4 separate regions of the Mus musculus genome follow, and regions 2, 3 and 4 are each linked to region 1. A link is a contact called in public ChIA-PET and HiChIP or PLAC-seq data. All regions are on one chromosome and are shown on one strand. The core of a region is the stretch at or near the end of the contact, and the rest is flanking DNA. Distances in the headings are between cores, read along the strand shown. Region 1 holds the start of Itpk1 (inositol 1,3,4-triphosphate 5/6 kinase). Region 2 holds the start of Ifi27 (interferon, alpha-inducible protein 27). Region 3 holds the start of Atxn3 (ataxin 3). Region 4 holds the start of Cpsf2 (cleavage and polyadenylation specific factor 2).

Region 1 (2,700 bases), core at 17-2,516:
AGACAGGCCGCAGTGATCTGATACCAGGGATGGCGAACTTTTCTGACTCAGGAGGTTTCTTGCTAAAACTGAACCAAGGGGGACCAAGGACACTGCCCAAGGTCAGGATCTAAGCCGGAAAAAGGGACTTGGTGTAACTCCTCAAGTCTGGTCAAGGCCCGTTTCTGTCACTTTACTAACAGCTTTCATTTCTTCAAGCCTTTTCTCATCTCAGATCTTCAAAAATTGTCTTTATTTCCAAAGCCAGATAAAATGTCTTTCTTTACACACGGGAACCCATTTTTTTTTCCCTGTCTGTGTCTGGGGAGAGCCTCCAATTTCTCCTCCCAATGCCTAAAGCATAGGCTGGAGATGGCTGGAATGCTAAGTACTGTCCCATAGGCCGGGGTAGAGCAGGTGGCTCAGAGGATCCAAAGCACTAAGTCAGACGCCGAGCTACGTCCCTTCACCTAGCAAAGAAAAGGCTCTCCTGAAGATGCTATGTGCACTCTGGCTGCTTCTCTCCCTCCGCTGAAAGGGACCCCAGAGTGTGAACCTGGGGCAGTTGTGGAGATAGTACAGGACAATTGCAACGAATTGCCTCTGGGGGCAATCCCCGCTGTGCTGCCAAGGAGCAACGAAGCCCAGTGGTTTGGCCGCCCTCCAAGATAGACACAAGGCGCCCACACCACGACTCCCTCACCCCACTCTGCCCTGGCCACCATCCAGCACCCCGCCACTAGCGGCGGCGCCTTTAAGACTCATTGGCGCCCCCTGGCGGTAACCGGCGCTTCCTCCTCCGGGAGCTCTGCCCCAGGCCCCGCGTGTGCGTGGCGTGTGCGCGGGCGCTGGGGCAGGAAGGGCGGGGGACACGGCGGCGCGCTCCCCGAGGGGGTCCCCGCGCGTCCGAGAGGCACGCGCGGGCGAACCCTCGCCGCGGGAGGGCGTGCTCCAGCTCGGGCTCGAGGCTCGGGTGCGGTCTCGGGCGGCGGCCCGGGATCCCTAGAGTCCTCGAGCGGCGCACGGTGCTGCGGGGCGCACGTCCCTGCGCGGGCGAGCCCCGCGGGGCGGAGGGGGCGGGGCGGCGGCGGGGCGCGCCCACCCGCGGGGCCCAGCCAGTGGCGCGGCGCGCTGAGCCTCCGCCCCCCAGCCGCCGCCCCGCCCCGGCCCGCCCCGCCCGCCGCCCCGCCCGGTAGGACCGCGCGCTGAAGCCCGCTCCGCGTCCCCGCCGCCGCCGCCGGAGGAGGTGCCCGCACGCTCGCGGCGCGCGCCGGCCCCACACGCTCGGCCTGTGGGCAATTTCCTCCGGACCCAGGCTCCCGGGCCGAGGAGGAAGAAGATGCAGACCTTCCTGAAAGGGAAGAGAGTTGGCTACTGGCTGAGCGAGAAGAAAGTCAAGAAGCTCAATTTCCAGGCCTTCGCGGAGCTGTGCAGGTGAGGAGGGACGCGGCTTGGGGACCCCCGCGGCCCGAGCCTGGTTACCCTCGGCGGGCGCGGGGCAGACGACGGCGACCCGGGAAGGAGCGGCGCGCGCTGAGGGCTGGTTCGGAGCAGCAAGGTGGCCGCGGGGGGCCGCGGGCTGTGTCCGAGGGGAGCGTGGCCGCTGTGGGCGTTGGGTTCGGACCGCGGCTCTCAGGTGCACTGGGGTCGTGCCGGGAGATCCCTGGCCGTCCAGGGTGGTGGGACCCGGGAAATCGGGGAGTCCACGCCAGCAGTCAGGGGTTAGAGGGTACTTTTGGACTGGTGTGTTTTTCTTCCTCCCTCTTCTTCCCCTTAGTAGAGCAGGATACCGGCGTTTGTGTGGAGCCTACTACGTGCCTCGCGTGTGCACGGCTCCTGAAGCTGTCATTGCATATCAGCCGGCTTAAGCCCAGTTGAAATGAGTAGCGATACTTGGCTTGTCTGTGGTGATTTGCTGTCTCATTAGAGCCTCGCAGCAGCCTCGCAAATTAGCCAGGATGGTGATTCTGGGCCACGTGTCTTAGAAGAGGGACACCTACCAGCAGAGAGGTGGGGTACCTGCCTTGTAGTCCCAGGGCCAAGGAGTGGCAGAGCATAGAAAGTGATGGGTGGACCCACGTAGGGTAGAATTGTCTTCTGCCATTCCGGCTGAGCACCTCGTTCTCCCTGCGCTGGTGCTTCAGTGGCAGAGACCGAGGGCTTTGATGGAGCTTGCTCTTAATACATTACAGAAGTGCTGGGTTCCTAGAGTCAGGTGTGCCTTGCCTCTCCGCAGAGCTATTGGTTACAGCTTCTCAATGAAAGCCTAAGAGAATCCAGCCCCCACACCCCATCCCCGAAGCCTTTTGCAAACTCCGGGTGGAAACCTTTTGTTAGGTAGTCTTTTCACTTAGTAGATTTGACTTTTGAAAATGGACTTCACTTGTAGTTCCATCCCTGGTGGGTGCCCCGAATTTTGGAGAATTGAACAGTTGGGCTTCCATTATCCCTTGGTGCACAGGGGTTAGTTAGCAGTCTGAGCTGGCACATAGAGGCCGCCCTGGCAGCACTGCCTTGCCCCTCATGGCTGTCCAAGAGCCTGCTGCTTCTCTGCCCCAGGCAAGCCTTACAGGCCCTCCTTGACCACAACTGGATGGGATAATGCCTATTTATAAGGGGGCCCTGGTTCTGCGCCCCTTATAGTTCCCTTGTGGGTTTGGCTGAGTCTCCCAGACAGGCCTCTTAGGAGAAAGCAGGCTTTTCACGGTCGGCAGGGCGTTC
Region 2 (2,700 bases), core at 151-2,650, 730 kb before region 1:
TCCATGGGCACTCACCCTTCGAACCAGCTAGAATGGTGCCAGAGACTGCCCCTCCAGCTTTGACCATGGCTGCTGAAGATGTCATCTTGGAGACAATGGAAGCCACCAGTGTCCCTGTGCCCGAAAACGCCATGAGGACCAGTTAAGTTTCCAAACAGGAACCGAATCTATGGAGTGAATTGGAGTTTTGATGAGATTGGAGACCAAGAGCTGGATTCCACCAACGAACCTGCAAACACTGAATGGCTCCCGGCTGGAGAGAGAGGCTGCTCAGAATTGGTGGCCACACTGGGCTTGGCCCCAGCCCTAGGGTCTGAGATCCTGCTTCTTGTAGGGATTAAGGAGCCATTTTAGACAGTGCAAGTGATTCACTCCAGGCCAGAAGGCTCCATAGCAAAGACCTTAGGCACCAAACCAGCCTGGTCCAGCTGCTTACAAGTGGCAGGCTGACTACATTACTCTTAACCCTTATAGCTCACTTCACCAACCTCTAGCCTTCAGAGACTAATAGGGCCTGGGGTCCCTTCCTTCTTGGAACACACCCACTATTTGGTTTCAGACCCAAGGACAAGAGACTGAGGTGCATATTTGACATGTCAAAGCAGACCTGACCTCCAGGTTCCAGACCTGGCCTCCAGGTTCTCCCAGCATCCCTCAGTCCCTCCCTGGCATACCCTGGCCCAACCCTTGAACTGTCCAGCCCAAAGGCTGGGCTGCCATAAGCCCAGGCCTCTTCCCTAAATGGTCCAGACATGCTGGTGTCTAACTGTCTCTTCCTGGACTTCTGTTCTCTCTTGGTGCATGCACATGTCTCTGTCTCATCCTCCTATCACCATAATGAGGTCCCTGAACTTGGTCCTTGTGGCCAGTGATCTTGCCTGAGAGCAGCTTCCTGATAAATCTGCCTATATAGAATTAATCTGACTTGAATTATCTCATTGCGCCAGCTTAGGAAAAATAACCCATTACCTTTATAGATAGGTGCCTTTTCAAGAACTAGACGGCTTCTGAGAGAGCCTGTACATTGGCTTCCCTTCAGCCTCTGAGGACTTTTGCCTCCTAGGCCTAGGGGCATCTGAGTAGGGTCTCTGTTCTGGACCTACCCACTGAAGATTTCCTGAAGACCCCAACTGACATCCCCACCCCCACTACTACCAACAGCTGGATCTTGGATTCGTTTCTGGAAAACCCAGTTCATTTCAGAGTGGAAAACTCTACTGTGGTCAAAGAAGACATACCCAATGATGTAAATAAACTAGAGGATGAGATAGGTTTCAATTTCCTCTCCTCCCTCCAGGCCCGTCAAGTCCACTGTGCAGGAAGACACACCCAGTGACTGAAGACAGCTGCTGAAATAAGTTTCGATTTCCCCAGCTCTCTCCAGGCCCGACAAATCCACTCTAGTTGAAGATACACCCCGTGACTGAAGACAGCCAATAAGATAGGTTTCTATTTCCCCAGCTCTCTCCAGGCCCGACAAATCCACTCAGATTGAAGAAACACTCAGTGATGGAAGGCAGCCAATGAGAAAAATTTCCATTCCCACTGCTGTTTTGGCTGGGAAGAAAAATTCACTATTCTTTTACTGAGGGTTCTGAGTGTTAATCGGTTTACAAAGTATTGTAAAATATAACACGTTTGCCAGTGGGTTTTTTTCCTTCCAGTGACAGTGCTGTGGGAGAAACTTGAAGTAATAAAATTGAGGTTGTAAACATTTATTAATAATGTCACTTAGAAAATATTAAGTTGCACGAAGTCGAATTTAATATTAAATTACACAAACTGGAATGTCTCCAATATGAAAGGAATGAAAGTGAAATATCACTGGGTTTCTTATACACTGTAGAAAATAAAATTTTGTACCATGATTGAAGTTTAGGGTGGCTGAGAAGGTTTTTGCTGTTGTTCACCAAGAATGAACCCAAATCTGGCTCCGTTCCTGTAACAACGGGCAACAACCTTGACTCATAATCAGACCTTTGTTCCCTCCCCATATCAAAGAACAGGCTCTAAAGGGCAACTCAAGAGAGCACCTCAAGGTCACAGCCACCTTTAAGTCCTAGTCTGCCATCAAACCCCCTAACCTCTTATTAAGAAAGGCTGAATTCTGCATGCAGGCAAGATAGACCTGGGTTGCAAACATTCAAAAGGAACAACACTGGTGAAATTAAAAATAATTCCGGCAATACCTTTGCTGTATAAATCTCCCATCTGTCCAAGCTGCCTGACTTTCAGTCTCCTGTCTCTGGTTAAATATTCAAAGTGTACCCTGGGGCTGGGACTGAAAGAGACCGAAGGGTGACAGTTCCTGCCGAATGCTAAGCCTATGGTGTAAATAAGTTAGTAAAATCTTGTGTCCAGTTATCTTTGTACATTAGCCAGAGCCTATTATTGTCACTGTTACCACAACTACTAGTTGTAGGCCTAGTAGGAAGCCTTTTCCTTAAAAAAAATGTATATTTATTTTTACTCTTTTATGTGCATGAGTATCGTGTCTGGGTGTATATATCTGTGCACCACACTGTGCTTGGTGTTGGAAGAGGCGGTGAGAGCCATGGGCATCCTGTGCAACAAGAAGTGCTTTTGACTACTGAGCCAACTCTCCATCCCACCTTCTCTTTTCTAATCCTCAAGTGTGTGGATGTTTTTCTCACTGGGAAGGCATATAATTGCTATAACTACAGAATATTCAAAAAGTAC
Region 3 (2,700 bases), core at 133-2,632, 750 kb after region 1:
TGAGAGTCTTAAGCCCACACCCACCGTGACACACCTACTCCAGCCAGGTCATACCTATTCCAACAAGGCCACACTTCCAAATGGTGCCACTCCCTGGTCCAAGAATATACAAACCATCATAAGTACCTTTAGTTGCAGAGATATTTAAGCTCAGTATTTTCTAAATTAAAAGCCTTTTCTTCTCTTCCCAAGACCCTACTCATTCTGTAAAGTATTTCTGGTTGGAGTATCACTTCTGCTTTACATGGTACCTAGAGCAGAAACCCACAAGTCTTTCCTAACAATACCCCCATCCCACCCCAGTCCCTCATCAAAGTCTTCTGTTTCCTAAAGCTTCAAAGTGGTCTCTCTCCATTCTCAAATCACTACTGGAGTCCTGACCACCAGAGTCTCTTCATTTCTCCCCAAATGCCTTTCAAGTATTGTTCCCCAGTGATCCTCTAAAATCCTAATTTGACCCCATGTCTCTAGTTTTAAAAATCTTTAACCGCCTGTAGCTTTTTTTTTTTTTTTTTTTTTCCCGGTAGGGAGGTGGTGGACAGGGTCCTCCTATGTAACCCTGGCTACAGGCTGGCATAGAGCAGCTGTCCTCCAACACAACATATGCCTTCCTTACCTTCAGGTACAATGAGCCTTTAGGAGACTGGGCCTTTGCTACATTGAAGAACCTAAAATGGTTCCACCATACAAGATACAACGCCCAATACAACGCTTAATCTTTGTCAATCCCCCCCTCCCCACCCCCATCCCCTGCGCGAGCCACTCAATATTTTGCTGGATTTTTCACTTCCTCACCAACGCTTCCTCCTTCAGAGATGGCGTATTTACCCCAGGACCTGATATTCATTCCAACAGCCAACTATGTTGGACAGTGTGCTGTGCTAATTTCTTCGTACCTACATTTCTTTATTTGTATAATATTACAAAAGACACACACACATCAAAAAATGCCGTATTAAATTGCGCTTACAACTGGACTATTCTAAGTCAGTCCTAACTAAACATTAGCTATAGTTTTTACACAAATATTAGGTATGTGGAGAATGCCTCTTCTGGAATGAAGTCTTCAGTGGGAGAGGAGTTGCTCACATAAAGATGAGGAGAAAGGACCAAAGAAGGTGGAGATGGAAAAAAAAAAAAAAAAGAAAAAAAAGAACCTAAAACTTGGCTGCGAGGATTCTCTTCTAGAACCCTAGAATCACAAGATTGTCCCGCGTAGAGAAGTTCCTCCGCACAGCAGGCGGCGCCGCAGCATCACGCTTGCCGCGGGGAGGACCAACGCCGCCCAGGTCACGTGTCCCGTGCTCCCGGGTTCGCGTGCCTCGTGACGTGCGCCCGCAGTAGTGATTGGTTGGCGAGAGGCACGTGGCTAGGGCGGGGCGGACCGGGGCTGAGGGGTGGGGCCGGGGGCGGAGCTGCTGGAGGGGGCTGCTCCGCGCCGGGGCCGTTGGCTCCAGACAAATAAACATGGAGTCCATCTTCCACGAGAAAGTGAGTGTGGGCGTTCGGTGGGGAGCCGTCCTCGGCTCGGCGGCGGGCGTGGGGAGCAGCGACGCCGCTTCAGGAACTCAGGCGGGGCCCGAGCGCCCCCATCCCGACCTGGCTGGGTGAGGGGTGCTTCCTGCCTTCTCCCCATGGCTCCGCTCGTGAAGCCTCCCGCATGCGTTCCCGGCACCCTCGCCCTAGAAGACCGGGCGGGTAGCCTGGGCATTTCGGGGGGCTTCACCCGGAGGATTAGCGCGGGCGTTCCTTGTCCACTTGCCACACCTTTTCGGGTTTCTTCTCTCTTCTCTCTTAGGGTCTAGTCTAGCGAGTCGCCTTTTCAGCACCTGGCGGACCCTTCCCAACTCCACCCACGCCCCCTAACCTGTCCTCTGGCAGATCCAACTTTCTCTCTCAACTCAGTTCTATAATGGAATGCTCCATGCATTTAGATCTTGATTATCCATCCCACGTCTTTCTGCAGTTGTGACCGTGGCTTTCCCATTAAAGGGCCTGACACTTCGGAAGTAAAGTAGGAAACCCCGGAGGGAAGTCGTCATAAGAGTTTTTATTACGGGGATGTTTGGGTTGTTCTCCCATTTTTCCGGACCAGGAGGCCAGCTTTGTTTTTAGGTATTATGGATAGATTAGAATCGTTCTACTGTGTGATTTGGCTTAGTCTCTTCCTCACCTTAATTCCTAAGTGACTACGCTTAAAAGTATTGCTGTGACATCTTGAGAAACTGGTCTATGTTCGCATACAATTATCAAGTCATTTGGGTGTTTCTCGGACAACCATGTTTCATAATCATTTTAGGTTTGGAGAGGGTTGCTAGTTGAGACTATTATTTCGTTGGGAGCAAAGGCCTTTGTTTTTATCACTTGTAAAGGAGCATTGACTCATAGTGTTTAAAATCCACGCACAACAAAAAGACAAAAATGATGTGAATCTAAGGACGTTGTTAAATGAAGTGCTCTTAAGAAGACATTTTGAGTGTTTTGGAACTGGAACAAGTTAGTTTGTGACAGGATTTCTTGTAGCCCAAGTTGGCTCCAGACTCCCATCGTCCTGTCTCTGCCTCCTGAGAGCTGGCTGGGATGATGGCCACGTGCTATGACTGAGTGAGCTCCCCCTCCCGGCCCCCTCCCCACATTCATTTGTAATTAATTTTCCAAAGGTTTTGGAATAAGACCCATTTTAAACATGTTATATTTTGA
Region 4 (2,700 bases), core at 24-2,523, 730 kb after region 1:
ATCTCCCCAACAGTGCTCAGCCTTCTCAAGTTTTTAATCCCTCTTCTGCACCCAGGAATAACTTTGTTCTCCCAGGCTTAGCAAATTCCTCTTGATCTGGCTCAGGTGCAAGCTTTTCATTGTCCCCAGGTAAAGCTTCATTACTTAGCACAAAGGAGGCAGGAGGAGTGTTTGCCAAGGGATGATGATTGTGTCCAAAAGCGATCATCTTTGCATCTCCCAAACCAAGCACAGTGCTCGAAGCAATAGAAATAAATGTGCTGAACGCACTGAACCCACCATATCGGGAATTCCCCCAGGGCAGTGACTTCGACTACCTCTGCTTCATCTCGAATATATACCAGATACTTGCTTTCTCAAGAATGATCGTTCACGCTGAGGTCAACTAATGAGAAATACGCAAAGACGGATCTGGACTAGTCCTGGGGCTCACAGTGGGAGAAGTCTCTCTTTAATCGTTCAGGTAAAGAAAGGCTTTGAAAGGGGCAAAGGAATCGTAAAATTAAAGGGTAGAAAAGTAGGCATAGATGATGCTTAAGTTCTCCTTGTCACAGGGGCCAGAGTACTGGGGCTGGATATGGCCTGACTTCTGGTTTCCTGAAAAGTACGTAAGCAAGGAAACTAGGAATGGGATCTTGGGAAACGTGGTGATTGTGGTAGCGCCGAGAGAAGTTAATTCTATCAAGGCGTGGCATGAGCCTCTCAAGGGTCTTTGGAATTAAGGAGCTACGAAGGCACCTGCTGGCCTCGTGTTCTCTGAGCCCAAGATGGGAAAGGCAGAGATGGGGAGGCTTGGGGAGTACGGCGGTACAAGGGGAAAGAGCCCAGGCTGGACGCGGATTAACTTTTAGCTCCAGCTGATGAAAGCTCAGAGGAACTAGACAGGAGGGAGGGCAAGGAGGAAGCATAGGCGCGCCCCAACACCCCGAGGTTTCAGCCCGGGGAAAAGTCACTTCTCTTCCCCCTTGCGGAACGCTTGTTCCAGGAACCACGGAGACTGTCACAACCGAAACCGCGGGAGCGCGTCCGGGCGACACCGGGCCGACGCGGGAACCCATCCCCTTGAGGGCCTCCTCCCAACCCGAAGGCTCCTTTCCGTCTCCCGTCCTCACCTGCCAGGCCAATCTCCCCCCGGCACCGTCCGCCGCCCTTCCCAACCCCTAGTGGAACGCAGGTCGGAGAGCGAGCAGAGCTAGCGCGCGCTCAGCGGCGGAGAGCAGCCGGCAGGAGCCCCTGTGTGGTGGCCGCCATCTTGGGCCTGAGCAGAGCGGCTGAGGCGGGGACGACCCGGGCGACACCATCTGTAGGGGTGGTGACGAACCGGGTCAGGGAAGAGGACAGCGCAAAAGCTCGCAAACCTTGTCAGCCTGGATCCACGTCTTATTCAAAACGTGTCGCGATCATTCACAGCTTAAGATGTACGGGATTCGCGCGTGAGAAGGGAGAGAGAAGCGCCGGTTTGCCGACGCCACCCCCTCTCATCAGGGCTGGCGCGGCGAGTGGCAGCTCCTTAGGTCACGGCTTCCGCCGGCGCCAGTGGCCTAGCTCCCTGCGGCTGTCCTTGGTCGCCTTGTCACCAGGCTGAAGGTGGGTCTGGGGACCCCGGCGCCACCCGTGGTGGTGATGCGGGCGGGAGGGTTCTGGGGAACGCTCGCATGGAGGGGAAACAGGGTCGCCTTCGGTGACCCCTGCGCGCTGCCCGCCCCACGCCTTTTACAAAGACTGCTCTGGGGACGATCTGATGGCCTGGCTCTCGGGGGACTCGGAAGGGTTCTCAAGGATCCGACTCTTGAGCCCACAATAGGGAATGCAGCTCCTATCCAGAAGCGGGGCGCGGTCGCCCAGGCGTCTGTCTCCTCGTCCAACTCTCCTGATTGTGAAACCCGCACGTAGCCATTTGCCTTTTAAAAACAAGGCTTTCTGCTTGGTTTCCAGTCCGTGTTATGATCTCAACGGTTTCGGTTTTGCTCCATCCATTCCATATCTTAGGTGACACTTTGTAATAATTATAAAGAACTGTGGGGTCCAGTCCAACACAAGGTATTATCTCTTAAAAAGTCTACATGTGCCTGCAGTGGTGGTGGCGCATGCCTTTAATCCCAGCACTTGGAAAGCAGAGGCAGGTGGATTTCTGAGTTCAAGGCCAGGCTGGTCTACAGAGTGAGTTCCAGGGCAGCCAGGGCTTTAAAGAGAACCCCTGTCTTGAAAAACAAAACAACAAAAAAAGTCTACATGTTTCCAGCATGAATCCAGATAGAAGACTCAGCAAAATAAGACTCACAGCAGTGTCTGTTATTCTTGAAAAGGGAAAGAAACTTTAATCCCAGCACTTGGAAAGCAGAGGCAGGTGGTATTTAAGGGAAATACCTTGTGTTAGAGAAAAATATTAAGAAATATGTGGGATGTGGGGTTAGTTGTTTTTTGTTTTTAAAAAGTCTCACACACACACACATGGAGAGAGAGAGAGAGAGAGAGAGAGAGAGAGAGAGAGAGAGAGAGAGAGGCTCTGCAAAGAAGAAAAGAGAGGAGGAGTTATTTAACTGTTTACCTCCGTACACAGGAGAGAGAGTAGAACAAAAGAGCTTAAGCCTGATCAGGATACAGATTGTCTGGGGACTATGCTAATCCTGACTCTTTACCCTATACTTAAAGCAAGTTACTTTGCCACAACTAAATTTGGATTTCTTCATCTGAAAAAAA

Evidence for each region. ChIA-PET counts read pairs in DNA pulled down with a chosen protein or histone mark. HiChIP or PLAC-seq counts read pairs in DNA pulled down with a chosen protein or histone mark.
Region 2: a contact with region 1 is called in an RNA polymerase II ChIA-PET map of memory CD8 T cells, with 19 read pairs. The contact joins the promoter of Ifi27 here to the promoter of Itpk1 in region 1. A contact is called at or near these places in 2 of 115 datasets of contacts at active chromatin or transcription factors (memory CD8 T cells and pancreatic cancer cells).
Region 3: a contact with region 1 is called in an RNA polymerase II ChIA-PET map of memory CD8 T cells, with 17 read pairs. The contact joins the promoter of Atxn3 here to the promoter of Itpk1 in region 1. A contact is called at or near these places in 1 of 39 promoter capture datasets (hippocampal neurons), 1 of 484 Hi-C or Micro-C datasets (embryonic stem cells) and 4 of 115 datasets of contacts at active chromatin or transcription factors (astrocytes, large pre-B cells, memory CD8 T cells and 1 more).
Region 4: an H3K27ac HiChIP or PLAC-seq map of extraembryonic endoderm stem cells shows a contact between it and region 1, with 7 times the contacts expected there. The contact joins the promoter of Cpsf2 here to the promoter of Itpk1 in region 1. A contact is called at or near these places in 8 of 39 promoter capture datasets (the C10 cell line, the HPC-7 cell line, cranial neural crest and 4 more), 4 of 484 Hi-C or Micro-C datasets (CD4 T cells, embryonic stem cells and regulatory T cells), 15 of 115 datasets of contacts at active chromatin or transcription factors (bone marrow-derived macrophages, effector CD8 T cells, embryonic forebrain and 9 more) and 3 of 9 other capture datasets (adipose tissue, liver and macrophages).

Annotation. Positions count from the first base shown.
Region 1 is chr12:102,703,435-102,706,134 of GRCm38.p6, reverse strand. It overlaps Itpk1 (inositol 1,3,4-triphosphate 5/6 kinase), which reads left to right and starts at 1,266. Exons shown (of 10, transcript NM_172584.3): 1 at 1,266-1,413. The coding sequence starts at 1,319.
Region 2 is chr12:103,432,889-103,435,588 of GRCm38.p6, reverse strand. It overlaps Ifi27 (interferon, alpha-inducible protein 27), which reads right to left and starts at 1,400. Exons shown (of 6, transcript NM_194067.2): 1 at 1,239-1,400; 2 at 16-167. The coding sequence starts at 133. It also overlaps a transcript of Ifi27l2a not described here.
Region 3 is chr12:101,956,925-101,959,624 of GRCm38.p6, reverse strand. Atxn3 (ataxin 3) reads left to right here and starts at 1,382. Exons shown (of 11, transcript NM_029705.3): 1 at 1,382-1,491. The coding sequence starts at 1,468.
Region 4 is chr12:101,974,547-101,977,246 of GRCm38.p6, reverse strand. It overlaps Cpsf2 (cleavage and polyadenylation specific factor 2), which reads right to left and starts at 1,273. Exons shown (of 15, transcript NM_016856.3): 1 at 1,113-1,273. Ndufb1 (NADH:ubiquinone oxidoreductase subunit B1) reads left to right here and starts at 1,509. Exons shown (of 3, transcript NM_001378525.1): 1 at 1,509-1,587.